Regions from separate parts of the Columba livia genome. Here region 2 is linked to region 1. The links are chromatin contacts, called in public Hi-C maps. All regions are on one chromosome and are shown on one strand. The core of a region is the stretch at or near the end of the contact, and the rest is flanking DNA. Distances in the headings are between cores, read along the strand shown.

Evidence for each region. Hi-C and Micro-C count contacts between places; a contact is called where the count stands out from the background.
Region 2: a contact with region 1 is called in a Hi-C map of liver, with 3 times the contacts expected there. The contact joins the promoter of GPR50 here to the enhancer-like site in region 1. A contact is called at or near these places in 2 of 2 Hi-C or Micro-C datasets (crop and liver).

Annotation. Positions count from the first base shown.
Region 1 is chr12:10,290,283-10,297,055 of bColLiv1.pat.W.v2, reverse strand. No RefSeq gene overlaps it. Among named protein-coding and RNA genes, the nearest start is that of VMA21, 9.2 kb to the right of the region's middle. Within about 2 kb of position 4,090, at least 1 of the 3 cell types and tissues checked has an H3K27ac peak away from gene starts, as active enhancers do.
Region 2 is chr12:10,431,071-10,437,843 of bColLiv1.pat.W.v2, reverse strand. GPR50 (G protein-coupled receptor 50) reads left to right here and starts at 2,691. Exons shown (of 3, transcript XM_065077834.1): 1 at 2,691-3,220; 2 at 4,837-5,618. The coding sequence starts at 5,099.

The sequences.
Region 1 (6,773 bases), core at 2,841-5,340:
TCACACTTGTAAGACAGCTTCTGTTTTTTTTAAGAAATCTTTCAGTGAACTGGAATTTTGTTTGGGGGAAGCGGTGGGGGTTATGTGATATGCTAGAAGTTTAAAAGCAATAAGGACTTTTGCTTACATGAAGTCAACAAAACAGTGAAGCACCTAAGAGATTAGTCATCCCAGACTTGACTATGGCTGGGTATGTGGGAGCAGGCCCTCTGGGAGGCAGATGTGAATCTGAACTTTTGCTGTGTATCCAAGAAGAAAAGCCCATTTCTCCTCAGTCTGGGATGACCGTCTGAGCTGGGTTTAGCTGGGATAGAGTTAATTTTCTTCACCATAGCTAGTATGAGGCTGTGTTTTTGATTTGTGCTGGAAGCAGTGTTGATAACAGGGGGATGTTTTAGTCACTGCTGAGCAGAGCTTACACATAGTCAAGGGCTTTTCTGCTCCTCACACCCACCAGTGAGTGGGCTGGGGGGGCACAAGAAGCTGGGAGGGGTCACAGCCGGGACAGCTGAGCCCAGCTGACCAAAGGAATATTCTACACCGTATGATGTCATTCTTAGTATATTTTTGGTGGAGGAAGAATGAAGGGGGAAGGTTCAGAGTGGCGATGTTTGTCTTCCCATGTCACTGTTACATATGATGCAGCCCTGCTCTCCTGGGGATGGCTGAGCACCTGCCTGTGATGGGAAGTAGTGAATTAATCCCTTGTTTTGCTTTGCTTCTGTGTGTGGCTTTTGCTTTATCTGTCAAACTGTCTTTATCTCAACCCATGGGTTTTATCACTTTTACCCTTCCAATTCTCTCCCCCATCATACTGGAAGGAGGGAGGGAGCAGCTGCATGGGGCTGAGTTGCCAGCTGGGGTTAAACCATGATACTCATCTACCACTGAAACTATATAAATGTTCTGGGGGGATTATTTGCTTCTCTGGCTTCTGCATGCTCTGAAAATATCAGCTGAATCAAGTCCTGCAGGTGAGAAAAGCAGAGGAACATCTTATTTGTGGATGTGACTGGGATTTTGTGTGGGCTAAGCACCAACTGTTCAGCGTCTTTTGTGGATGGATCCAGCCCAGCTGATCCAAAGTGGCATGTGCCGAGTCAAAAAATACATATCTGAGGGAGTTCCTAGACATAATTTTGTAGAAGAAAGGGAGAAGAAAAAGGCAATTCCTGCAAGTTTCATATTCTTTGCATGGGAAAGCTATCGGTGCTCTCCCCAGAGCAATTCCAGGAATTGTAATTATGCTTTTGTGTATCAGAGAAGTGTATTTACACCTGACCTGGTCTCTGTAGAGATGAGATGTCCTGCCTTGGGAAATTGTCACCTTCAAGCTGGCTGCTCTCACACAGCTATTGCACAGCACCAATTTCCCCTGTGGTGTGACTGTGGCAACCTGCCAATATTCACCCAAAACAACAGCAGTCTTTTCTGGTTTTATGGCCTTTACATCAGATTCTGGCCTGTCAAATAGCGCTAATGCTAATGGGGCAGATTCTTCCGAGCTCTGTCTGTGATTTTCATTATAGAGCATTAACTTAAAAAAAGTACTAGTATCCCAGTAAAACACAGAAATAATTTAGATACAGGGTAATTACCTGTACTAAAGTCTAGCTTGGACATGAGCATCAACAGCTCCTGCTCTTCCTGAGCTCATGTGCAGCCTTTCCTTTGCATCGCTGGGTATGCCCCAGCCCTGCTGCAGAAATGCCTGGGCAAAGCACCCACGGTCCCATTGCAAGGACAGCCACGCACGGCATGCCTGGGGTTCTGTGTGCAGCTGGGTGCCCGCAGGTACTGCTGTGGGTTGAGCCCGTGTTCAGGTATCGGACACTTCACTGGTGAGCTAAGCAGGTAAGGACTATAAAACTGCAGTCTGTAAATGAAAAGTAGATGCTGGATTATAAAATATTAGGCAATTAAGCTAACATTTTTTTCCCCTTTAACAGCCAGAAATAAAATTCTTTTATTACAGCCCAGCTACTTTTCCTTCTCTGCTGAAATAATTTAAGAAAAGCAAAGCCTGCTTCTAGAACGGGCCTTAAACCAGTATTTTTAATGAAACACAGTTAAATAAGCTGCCAGGACCCAACCCAGGGCTGCGGGAATGGCTGGACTTCCACGCACCCCAAGCCTGATCTGGGGGGTCTGCACAGTGATGCTGAACGGGAAGACCCCGCAGCCCAGCTGAGCTTCCCCGGCCGGCCGCGGACAAGGGTGGGTGGGTGCCGGGGGCCTCCCCGGCCGCTGGTGCTCATTCCCTGCCCAGCAGCACCATCTAGAGACCACGGGCTTCCCAGCACAGCCCGCCTGGCCCGCCCCAGGACGAAGAGCTCGGCATCGGCCGGGCAGGGGCTCTGCCTTTCGGCTCCCTGGCAGGGCCATGCCAGGGCTGTAGCAGCACCGGTGGGGCTGCCTCCAGCCCTGTTCGGTGGCAAGGAGAGGCAAAGGATTTCGCTATTTAAGGCGCTGGAGCCCCGACGCCAGCAGGAATCGCACCTGGGAAGCACAAAGGGGATGCAGTGTTTTGGCTGGGCACAGGTGACTCTTCTATTTGCAGTGTGCTCTGCACAGGTGCAAGCTGGAAGAGATCCTGGGCGCTGGATGCATCTTCTTGGGCCCTTTGAAACATCCCCTCTTTTCACCAGGTCTCTTCTAGGTCACCTGTGTTAACCTTGGTCCCCTGCTCCTCAAGGTGCTGGGAGATCCAGGAGGAAGCAGGTTGAAAAGCTTTTGCACTGCTCCCTCATTGGAGATGTTGCTTGAAGTGAAGAGGACAGGACAGATGCAACTGGGCTCTGGAAGCACAGCAGCCAGGCATCACCATGCCTCTCTGAGCTCCAGCTGCGGTGAAGCTTTGCTGTCTTTTAGGGCCACTTCTTTTGTAGTTTATGGTGACCTACAGCTAAACAGAGTGAGGCTCTGAGATGCTGACAAATAGCAGGGCAAGTTTCTGATGTGGTTTTCTTTGTTGGACTGCTTGGATAGGACTTTGCTGGGGACCAGGGCTGACGTCCTCTGAGGGGGACCTTGTTCTTCAGCTCCCGTAAGGCTTGGTTTTGCTTATGTCCCATGAGGCTGCTCTGGAGGGAGGAAACAGATGAGCAATATTGGGCACTGGGGAGGAGTGGTTCATTGCAGGCTTCTCAGGTGACCTGAAGGAAAAAAAAACCAAACCAAAACAAAACCAAAACATGTGGCATTATGGATTTGCCTTTATAGAAGTAAACCCTTAAAGTGTGCAGTATGTGTTTGTCTCCCTCAGCTCCAGGCTTGCTGGAGAGGCTAGTGAGTGATAATATGTTCAAATGCCAATTGCCTTCAAATAAGTGAAAAGCCAGCTGCAGGGCAGGTACAGATGACAGGGTATCCGCTAGCTCTATCTTATGCACATTCAGAAACAGATCAACAGGAGCAAGAGTTCATGCACGTGAAGCTAAGACTCAGAGTTAAGTGTCTGCTAGTTAGTGTTCCCAGGGGAAAGACTGTAATTTTGCCATTGCAGTGACACAGGAATATCCTTATCCTTAATTGAGTTTGCTGATAACCACAGTTACACCATACGCATCTAAGTTTAAGCTGAAGAACTGGCCAGAAAAAGAAAGCTTTTCTTGTCTGCATGCAAAAGTTTATATGTCTTAATATGAGATTTTGTTAAAGGCCAAATTCCTACCAACCCCACCAGAAACAGTTACAACCAAAGGAGGGACCAGCAAGAGAAACAACTCCCTGCAAGAAAGTGGCAGGGAGGTTCAATGAAACGTATTATTTATTTAGAAAATGACTGCTATATCATTGGCAGGCGTCAGTGAACCAGAAGCATCCGTCATCCAGCCTGAGGCTACCAAGGAGCTAATGCTTGTATCTCCATGTCCTGTACGCAGTGTACTCAGATGTGTGCCATTCGCTGCAGCCTTTCCAGCCTTGAAGCATAATTGGCACATAGTGAAGGTTTTTTTGTATTTTACGTTTTCTAGCACGTGTAATTACTGACTTTAATTATTGTCTGTAATTTTTACCGTGAGGGGATGATAGAGCAGAGACCTTTCACGCAGCACCAAGTGGATAACTACTGTGGGGTTACTTCTTCTAGTGAAGAAGTCGCTTCAGTTGTGCATGAGGGAGGGTTGCAATCTTTCAGCGTCCCAGTAAAGACCTGACAGAGGGAAAGGGGTGTTTTCTCACTGTCACACAGCTAACATGAGTGAGTTCCTGTATGGGGAGGGAAGTCATGGGGCAGAGTCATGAGGTAATGGAAAGTTATGACAGTGGAAAGCAAAGAGAATCTTGCCCAGACTTGGGCATCTCAAAGTCCTCCCAGGCTCCCTGCTCTTCATCAGCTTCTCAAAACACACAAGTCCCCACAGGCAAATGAATTACAGAGGCGGCTCTGATGTGTCTGCCTGTATGCCTAAAAGACTAGAGGTGGTGAGAAGTCTTCACGTGGAAGGAGGGGTCATCATGTCAAAGAGGAATGTTGAGAAACACTGGTCTCTGCAACAAGCAGGGCACTCTGTCCCCTTCATGTCTCCCCGTGTCCCAGATCCCACTGGTGTCTGTGAAGCAGGGTCCTTCACTGACTGCTAGAGAGCTGCTCCAAGGATCCCTGTCTGTCCCTGTGACCCCTGAGGGGTCCCCAGGAGTGTTTGCTTGGAGTTTTTTGTCCTTTCTTTGCTTGTTTACATAGAAAATTGAAAAAAAAAAATGAAGTCCAAATGTTGAACTCCTCTGAGAGCTTCAGCTGTTTTCCCATGTGAGATATAAAGGCTGTAACTCATATCCCTGGTGAGGTCTCAGAGGTGTGGGCAGGACTTCCACATAACCAGGGAGAGCATCGCTGGTTCTGGTGTGCAGGGAAAGTGGTGACTTTCTCCCACCTTTTTAATATCTCCAGATTTGCAAATCTTCAAAGCTCCAGATTTATATGATCCATATCCTTCCTGTGGTCAAAAGACACATATTTGTTTTAAAAGTGTAGAAAGGAAACTACCTCATAGATATTTGACGACACAGTTGTGCAGTGGCTGCTGCTGAGTGCTGCATTTGCCTTTTTCCAGGAGCAAAGTGAGCATCTGTGCTTTAGATAAAACAAAGTGTTTTGCTGGAGAGCCCTGGGATGGGAGCGAGGACACGCTGTTGATTGGCTCTGCAGCATCTCCTGGTGACTTGTTCCTCCTTGTGCCTAGCAGGAAAGCTGGGCGAAGAGAGAAGTCTGAGTTGCACCTCTTCACCTTTCTTGATGGAGGAAATATGAGCTGTGTTACTCAGTAAGCTAAACACAAACATTCATGGTCTCCTTTGAGCAGTGTTCACTTACCTGAAAGCCAAACTGCCTGGATACAGCTATCTTGAAAAGAGCTGGAGCTAAACAAATAACTCTTCTGAGTGCAGCTGACCTTGGAGATTTTTATTAGCTAATTAAGCTGTTACACCCAAAGGATGGAATTAAAAACAAAGTCTCAGTTAAAATGTAGCTACGCTATTAATTGAATTGAGGAAGTCTGGTTTACATCCTAAGCTGCAGGCATCCTGAATGACTATGAGAATATTATGATTCTTTTTACTGAAGAATGCAAATAACATCACTGTCACACTGCTGAATGGCTTAGCGTGTAACAGGTTTGGGCAAAAGCTGGTAATTTTACAAAATTTTATAAATTTTGTGGTGGGGTTGGCCCAGCGTCCTGGATCCCTGCAATACTTTCCAGGACAAAGGATGAACAGAAACTATTTTTTGTGTCACTTGCAATGCAAATAAAATGGAGATTCTTGGGAGTGGGGAAAAGGGAAAGCAATTTTCATGTAACTGATGTTGTGAAGCTCGTCAGAAATTCTTCACTTTTAGGAATGTTTCAACAAAGAAGTGACAGGTTTTAAAATCCTCCCACACAATGAAGACATATAGTAGTATCACTAATTGTTGTGATATAGTATTATTTACTCCCAAGCACTGTCTGTCTTATCGCTGGTTTAAAGCACATATGTGTGTGTTTGCATCTATCAATCTATCTGCCTAAACCAAATCTTCCTGCTTAGCTGGAGAGTCCTATGGTTCACCTGAAGTCAGCCTGTGCCACAGCCCCGAGGGGAATGGCGAGCAGCAAGCGTGGAGCTCCAGCTCAGCTGAAGGTGCTCTGTCTCTTCCTTTGGGGCTGGGTACTTCCACCACAAAGCCCAATGTTTTAGCAAGTGGAGAGATGCAGTTCTGAGGTGTCTGGGAGAAGATGTCACCTGTGGTGCTGACATATTTTTCTGGAGCATGGAGACAATTTGAATTCTTTCTTCTCTACAGTGATCCATGGGAACATTGTCCCCCAAAAGCATGCTCCTTACATGGTCAGCCAAACAGAGCATTTTGCCTATTTTATCCTCATTCCCAGTTTGTCTGTCTACACAGTGCAGACTTAGCTGTTTTGTAGATCTCACCTGGTAATACTATATCTTTTAACTCTGATGACTACCCAAATGCACCAATGTCTGTTTCAGAGAGCCACTTTTAAATACAGAAGCTGTTCTTTCTGACTTATCTTCCAAGTTTTCTGCAGACAAATACGCAAAGCCCCTACATCTCACATTTTCACAGTGATTTTCAATGGCAGCAACAAAAAGCAGGGGCAAACAGCAATTAAATACATGCATTTCTTCCCATTGCTTTATTTTGACTTATCTATCATCAACACAGTAGTTTTTGGTAAAACATCCTCATAAGATTCCCTCTTATTAAAGGATTAAAAAAAAAATCTGTTTCATGCACCCTACCATGACAGGAGAAA
Region 2 (6,773 bases), core at 1,442-3,941, 140 kb before region 1:
TTTGCCGTCACTTCATTTTGAATCTAGGTCATCCCCCTTGCTTGTTTGTAACAAGGCTAATTCTGATTTCATTCATGTTGTATCCTCAAGTCTGAGATGGGGAAAAAATGGAAAATTTGAAACAGCAAGTCAGCCTCGAAGTCATTCTTCTTAAATCCCATATTGGAGCAAAGGAAGCAGTCAGATGCTGCATCCCAAGGCAACATTGATGGTGTCATTTAATATTCAGGGGACGGAAGGAATACAAAGTTTTCCTTCTTTCCCTTTTGATTTTGATTTCAGAGTTAGGCAGTTGAGCTGAATGAACTGGCCTGTGTCCACGGCTTTTTGAGCGATTAACAAAAAAGTCTATTCTGGGCAAGTGAGTTGTATGCTCTGCATGAGGCTGCTGCTTCAGCGACAAAGAGGGAAGGTGGCTGAACACGAGGTTATTAGTTTGTCTGGAGTTTCTATGCAAGCACGATGGCACAAATAGAGCTGCTTTTTTGTTGATCTCTTCTATGATGGCAGCTCAGGGCAAGCTGCTGTATTCATCTATTTATTGCTGAAGCAACTAGTGCTTTTTTTCCCCAAGACTGGGGTGCCCTTACACTGTGCACAGTACAGCTGTTCTGCCTCTGCAGTAAATAGCTGCACAGTCCAAATAGACAAGAACTACGTTTAGGAGAGAGGAACTATTGCTCTGTGTTTGGCTAGAGAGTTGCAAGTGAATAATGGTGATTCCCCCTTTGGTGATGGTTTGGGAATAATTCTGCCTCCTAGTCAGACACTGAATTTAAGGGCAGAATTGAGACAGGGAGTGGGGGAGAAAAGGTGTTGGTCCTTATTTTGAAGATAACGGCCATGACATGCAGTGGGACTAAATGGCTTATTTTAGCTGTGTTTGTCAGCTCAAGGAGTCTAAGACCGTACCAAGGAATGAACCTCTATTGTCTATCCAGACCAGAATCTTAAATAAGAAAAACCGACTATGCTGGAAAGGCAGGTGGTGAAGCTCTCCAACACTGAGCACCGCGTCCTGATAGCGTTAAACCACCACAAGGTCCTGGTTTTGATACAGGAGGCAGGAGAGACCTCTAAACTCTCATCTGGTCTGCATGGGGTGGAGGGAACCTGCTCTGCCCATCACCAGGAGCAGCTTGGCAGGGCTCCCCTGTCCCATCGAGGGCTTAACGGCGTGGGAGCAGCTCATGTAGCAAAGAAATTATCAGCCTTGTTTCTGCATCTGCTTACATGTCTCTCCCACAGGCCATTGCTTGAGTCAAAAGGCTCACTTGCTGAGAAATTACAAGTTTTATTGCCTGTTGTTCTCATTGGAAATAATCATGAGTACTCAGCCAGGCTGGTGGGGTGGGCGGGGGGATTCAGCTTTGTTCAGCATCTTTATGGTGTGCGTGTGGATTGCAGGAACAGAGCAAGTGCTCAGTGGGAAGACGACCGAGTAGTTCTGCTTGGGAACTCTGTGTTAGGAAAGACTTCAGGCTACAAATTGCCTTTGCAACTCACTGAAGTTACTTGCAGTGGGAAAACCACTAATTTGCCCCATGGTCCTGCCTGGTGTCTGCTTTCAAAGAAAACTTGCCTGCACTCTGTCTGCAACCAAGACATTCAGTGTAGAAGCTCAGGCAAAGGTTTCCTGGTGCTCTGGTTTTCTACGTTTCTCCTTACTTCTCATGTCTCTTCCCTCCTTTGAAGCTGGACACCAAAACACCTTTGAATGAACTTGTCTTGGGATTCTGAATTTCCCAGCCTGGTATTCCTTATCTGGCACAAGCCCCCTGGTCCTAGGGGTGCTCAGGGGATAGCTTATTATTTTGGTGAGCACAAAGAATTCCTTAGGCTAATGGAAATGGGTATGTCACAGTATCTAGGCATGCTCAGTCAAAATAACAGGACAAATTTGCCTTCAATATGCCACATTTAGTATAGTAGTATTTGTGGAGAGCAGCCATTATCTTTGCATATTTGACAAAAGTTAATTGTCTCTTTGACAAAAATCAGTGTAGTTGAGTCTGTCCCTGTACAGTGGGGGCGGGGGAGGGAATCCTTCATTTATAAGTGATTCATTAAATAGCATTAAAGCTGTCTCTGAAGACAAAATAATCTTTTTAAAGAGGACTCAAGGTACCAAGAAGGAAGATTAATGCCTCAGCTATTTTTCAATTATGCAAGCTTTCATTTACTATAGTATACCTGGATTAACTCTTACTAAGCTGTGTGTGTTGGCAGGTAGGATCAGGAAAGGGGGTTTCATGCCACTGGATGAGTCCTGTGCTCAGTGAGGGACGAGCGATTCTCTGCTCATGGCTGCGGTGGTGGGTGGGAGCAGCACGGCAGGATGGTGCTGGGTGCTGCCCTTCTAAGCCTCACTGTTAGCAAAGCTATTGTGTTTTTGCAAAAGGAGTGTTTGAAAAGCATTGATGGTGCTTGAATATTTTGCACTGATTGCATTCTGCTTGGTCTTCCCATTTGTACACATGTATATACCCACCCTGGTGTACTTTGAGTACTGAAAAGCTCTGGTTTATGACCCTAATTCAGTTGCTTTGTCCTGTGATCACATTCATGGTCCTGGCACAATCAAATGAGCCTAAATTCTTCTAACAAACTGGGGATATTTTTATTTCAGTATGATTTATGTCAGACGTTCCAGTAAAGCATAATTAAAAAGGTCTTATTGATACCTCTACCTTCATCTTTTTTCCTTGCCACTGCTTCCCAGAGTGCTAGCCTTTTCTTAATTGAAGCAGTGAAGAGTCCATTTAGCAGGAAGGTTGGAGGAAACAGCCTGAAGACCATTCATCTAAATCATTCCACCGATGAAAACAGTTGCTCACTACATCTATCATAATTTCTTCTCAGTGTCCTATGAGAGATTAGTTGCTATAACTATGCAGATACACATGTGCCTGGTAGAGCTATGCAGACCTTCCCATCTAGGGCAGTTGAACCAGGCCACTGAAAAAAACTGCTTTTTGCAGGTATAAATTATGTACCAAAAGAAGTTAACAGATGAAAAACCATTTTTCTTTCTTTTTTTTTTTTCTTTTTTTCCCCCAGTTGCAGCAGTTTCATAAAATGTGATGCCCCCTCTACCTTGCAGTGCTGTGCTGGCAAGCTTTTTTAAGAACAAGTGAGGCCAAAATCCTCATCTGGCTGCTTTGTTGCTCCCATTGATGCTCTTGTCCAGGACAGCACCTTGGCTCTGCAGCTGGTGAAGGTCAGTGGGCTCCAGTAGAACTTGCGTTTATACTCTTCTGATTCTTCAGCAATCAACTACCATTCTCTGTCACTAGACAAAACCAGTTCCCTGCGGGACATCCCAGCTTGGCAGCCTCCGTGATGGAAAGGGCTGGAAGACAGCACTAGCAGGTTTGGTCCTAGCAGAAGATAACAATTTTGGGTGCAGGTTTGCTGGGCTCTGGAAAGCCTCCAGAGCTAGGGGAGAAAGGGCAGCACTGCACATATCTTTAAGCAAAGCATTTAGAAAAGCAGTGTTTCTTTGACTCCAAACACCATCTTCATTAGTTTCAAAACATGTTTCTACTAGCAAGTCCAAGACACCTGCATATAAAGTTCGGGTACTCTGAAGTCACATCCCAGCTTTCCACATGTGAAATGCATCTGAGAGCATCTTAAAAATGGTGCAAACAGGTGCCAGAGCAGAGCCGCCTAAAGGTGAAAGGTGCTGAAAGGATGCATCCATGTGAGCTGCCCCTGCACTGCAGGTAAGTCCTGAAAACAGACCAGCCAAAAATCTGTGAACAAAATTATTTAGTTTACACAGAACATATTTGCAAAACTATGCAGAATTCAGTGCAGCGTGTCAACCAAGAAGTCTAAAGAAACCAAACTTCAAGCCAAAATGCTGTCTTTGGCAACTTGAAAACGCATGATTTTGATAATAATCTTTTTTAAAAAAAATAAAAATTGTTTCAAAACTGATGCTCTTTGGTCATGGGGAACGGCTAAAAAGCTGCTTAAAGCAGCTTGGCTCAGCCAAGGCTTGAGTGCAGATGCAGATCCCATGCACCCAGCTGGGGCAGACCGTGTTTGCTGCCCATTTCAGCTGTGTCTCGCTGCTGCTTGGGTGCTGCTGGTGGGGAATGAACCATCATAGCACTTGTTTTTAGCTTTGTTATTGACTCATTCAACCGGGCAGTTGTAAAACCCCCAGGTCAGGTTGTGACACAGCCTTTATGTTCGCTCCGGTACTTTGACCTGCACATGGAGAAGTGGCTTTGGACTGAAGCCAGAGGAGGTGTTACTCAGAGGTGAGGAGCCTCGGGGCACCCCTGCCCTCTCTTCTGCTCCCACCCAAGCGCCAGCACAGCACCATGGCTGTCCTCTATAGCCCACAAAACCTGTTTTCTGAGTTAATTTTCTAAATAAAGCAGAGAATTAATGTGGTTGCAGTGTTGCAGCTGCAATCTGACCACAGGGGCTTTGTCCCTTGCTTGTGCTGGTGTGGAGTAAAGCACAAAAGGAGCCTGGAAGCCTCAGATGCAAGGCTGGGCTGCCGGAACGGGAATCTCTGCTGCCTGGGAAGTGTGTGAGCGGGCTGCTGATACTGAAGTTATCGCTGGGGCTTCTGCATTGCAAACATTAGAACCAGTAAAAAGCGTTAAAACGAAAGGAGATGTGTTTGTTCTGGCATAATTGGTTGAAAAAGTTCTTGTGAGGAGGGGTGGCTGGCTGTGACCACCAATGGGGGGCTGGTGGCATGCCGGCCTTGGAGCCATGGGGCAGCGCTTGCAGTGGGACACCAAGGCAAAGAAAACCCTTCTGCGACTTGGAAAATACGTAAAACTTCACCTTGTAATTTTTCCCTTCTAGGTACTCGCGTCCGAGGGCAGAAGCTGCGTGAGTTTCCCCACCGGGGGATGCGGGAGCTGCTCACCCCGGCTGTCTCCCCGGCGGCTTCCCTAAAGCACTGGTTCGTGCCGGCGGAGGTTGTACGAGCTGGAGTCGCTGCCCACGGCCTCTTCCTCGGACAAAACCGAAGTCTCTTGCCTTGGCTCGGTTTCCCTCTGGGCGCGGAGCTGCCGGCTGCAGCAGCTGCGTAGGAGGGAGTTACAGCGCGGGGGGGCTACGGCAGATGCAGGCGGCTCTGGGTGACCTGGGTGGCTTCTGCCGGGGGCGAACCCCGCACACGGTGCACACGGACTGCACCGGGGGGGGCGCCGCTCCCCGGCCCGGTGCTCCCCATCGCCGCCGCGCGGTGGCGCCATCGGACCGGCGAGCGCTGCGGGTGCCCCGCACCGGGCAGCGCCCCCCCGCCCCGCCCCGGGCAGGGCGGTGGCACCGCCGGGGAGGGGGCGGCGTGCGCCCCCCGGGACGGGTACCGGGACGCGCTCCTCCCTGCGGCGCCACAGTGCTGCCCGGGGGGCTGCCGTCGGGGCGGGAGGAGGAGGGGCCCCGGCGGCGGCGGGCAGAGGCGCGCATGGAGCGGCTGGGGAGCAACGGGAGCTGCCCGGGCTGCGGGCGGGACGGGGTTCCGTCGGCGCGGACCGCCACTGCCCTGGCGGCCGTGCTCATCTTCACCATCGTGGTGGACGTGCTGGGCAACGCGCTGGTCATCCTCTCGGTGCTGAGGAACAAGAAGCTCCGCAACGCCGGTGAGCGCGGGGCGGGCGCGGGGGGCGGCGCGGCCGCGCTGCCAACTTGCCGGCGGCGGGCGGGGCGGAGCGGCACCGCACCGCGCCTGGGGCTCCGCCGCCCCGGCCCCGCACAGCAGCCGCTCCGCGTTCCAAGTGGGGCAGGAGCCTGCGGGGTTGGTGGGTGACGGCCGCGGACAGGTTCACAGCTCCTCTCCATAGCACCGGAGCGGTAAAGGGCGTTTTTGTCTCGGGAGCCCCGTGTGAAGGGGTGGTGAGTTGCCGGTGAGCCAGAGTAGCACCCGCTCGTCTCTTCTCTGCGGTGACCCGAGTTACTGCTGGGGTTCCGATTCTGTGCGTCCCGTACCGCTGCTTCGGTCCTCCAACTTCTCGGAACTTCTGTCTCGCAGAGACAGCTACAAATCGAGGAATCTGAACTCACGTCGCGACTCAGGTAAAACCCGCATTCCTTCAGCCAGAATTGTGCTAGTAAAGAGCCAGGAGAGCAGGTGCTGATAAGGAAAACTCTAAATGCCAGAGTCAGGTGCAAGGGAAGGCTGTTCATACTTTTAAGACCAGCCTAATTACAACGCTGACCACTTGCTTTTACATCCCAGCATTGCATGTATTTTAGTTTTTTCATCTTAAACTTGCTGTGCATTAGATGACCAACAGAAAGAAGAGTAAAGATTTTCTATGTTTTTTCCACGGGTAATTTGGAAGTCTGTTTTGGAGCCTTGTGTATTGACCTTGGTAACGAATTGATCTAGGAAAATTGTGAAATTGATATTAACCATTTTTAAGAAGGCTGTATTTCTTGAGGGTGTAATTTTTTTCTGCCTTCAAAGTCTTGTCATTGTAGCAAAGAAATAACACTGGATATAATTTGCTCTGTAAGGAGTGTTAAGTAGTCTGTGTAGTGTTGCTTAAAACATACTGTAGAGGATGTTTTGCTAAAGACTACACCACTTTCCACTATTACAGTGAAAGACATAAAATGACCTTTACTTTCAATAGCTTGTTAAATGGTTTTAGTGGAATATCTGCAGTGTTTATAATATGCAAGGCAAAGTTGTAAGCGTTTTGGAGATTCCTATCTCTCTCAGTCTCTCTTAGTCTTCTGCAAATACGGAGTAACTTAGCAGCATTCAGTAAAAGTAGCTGGTGGGTAAGACT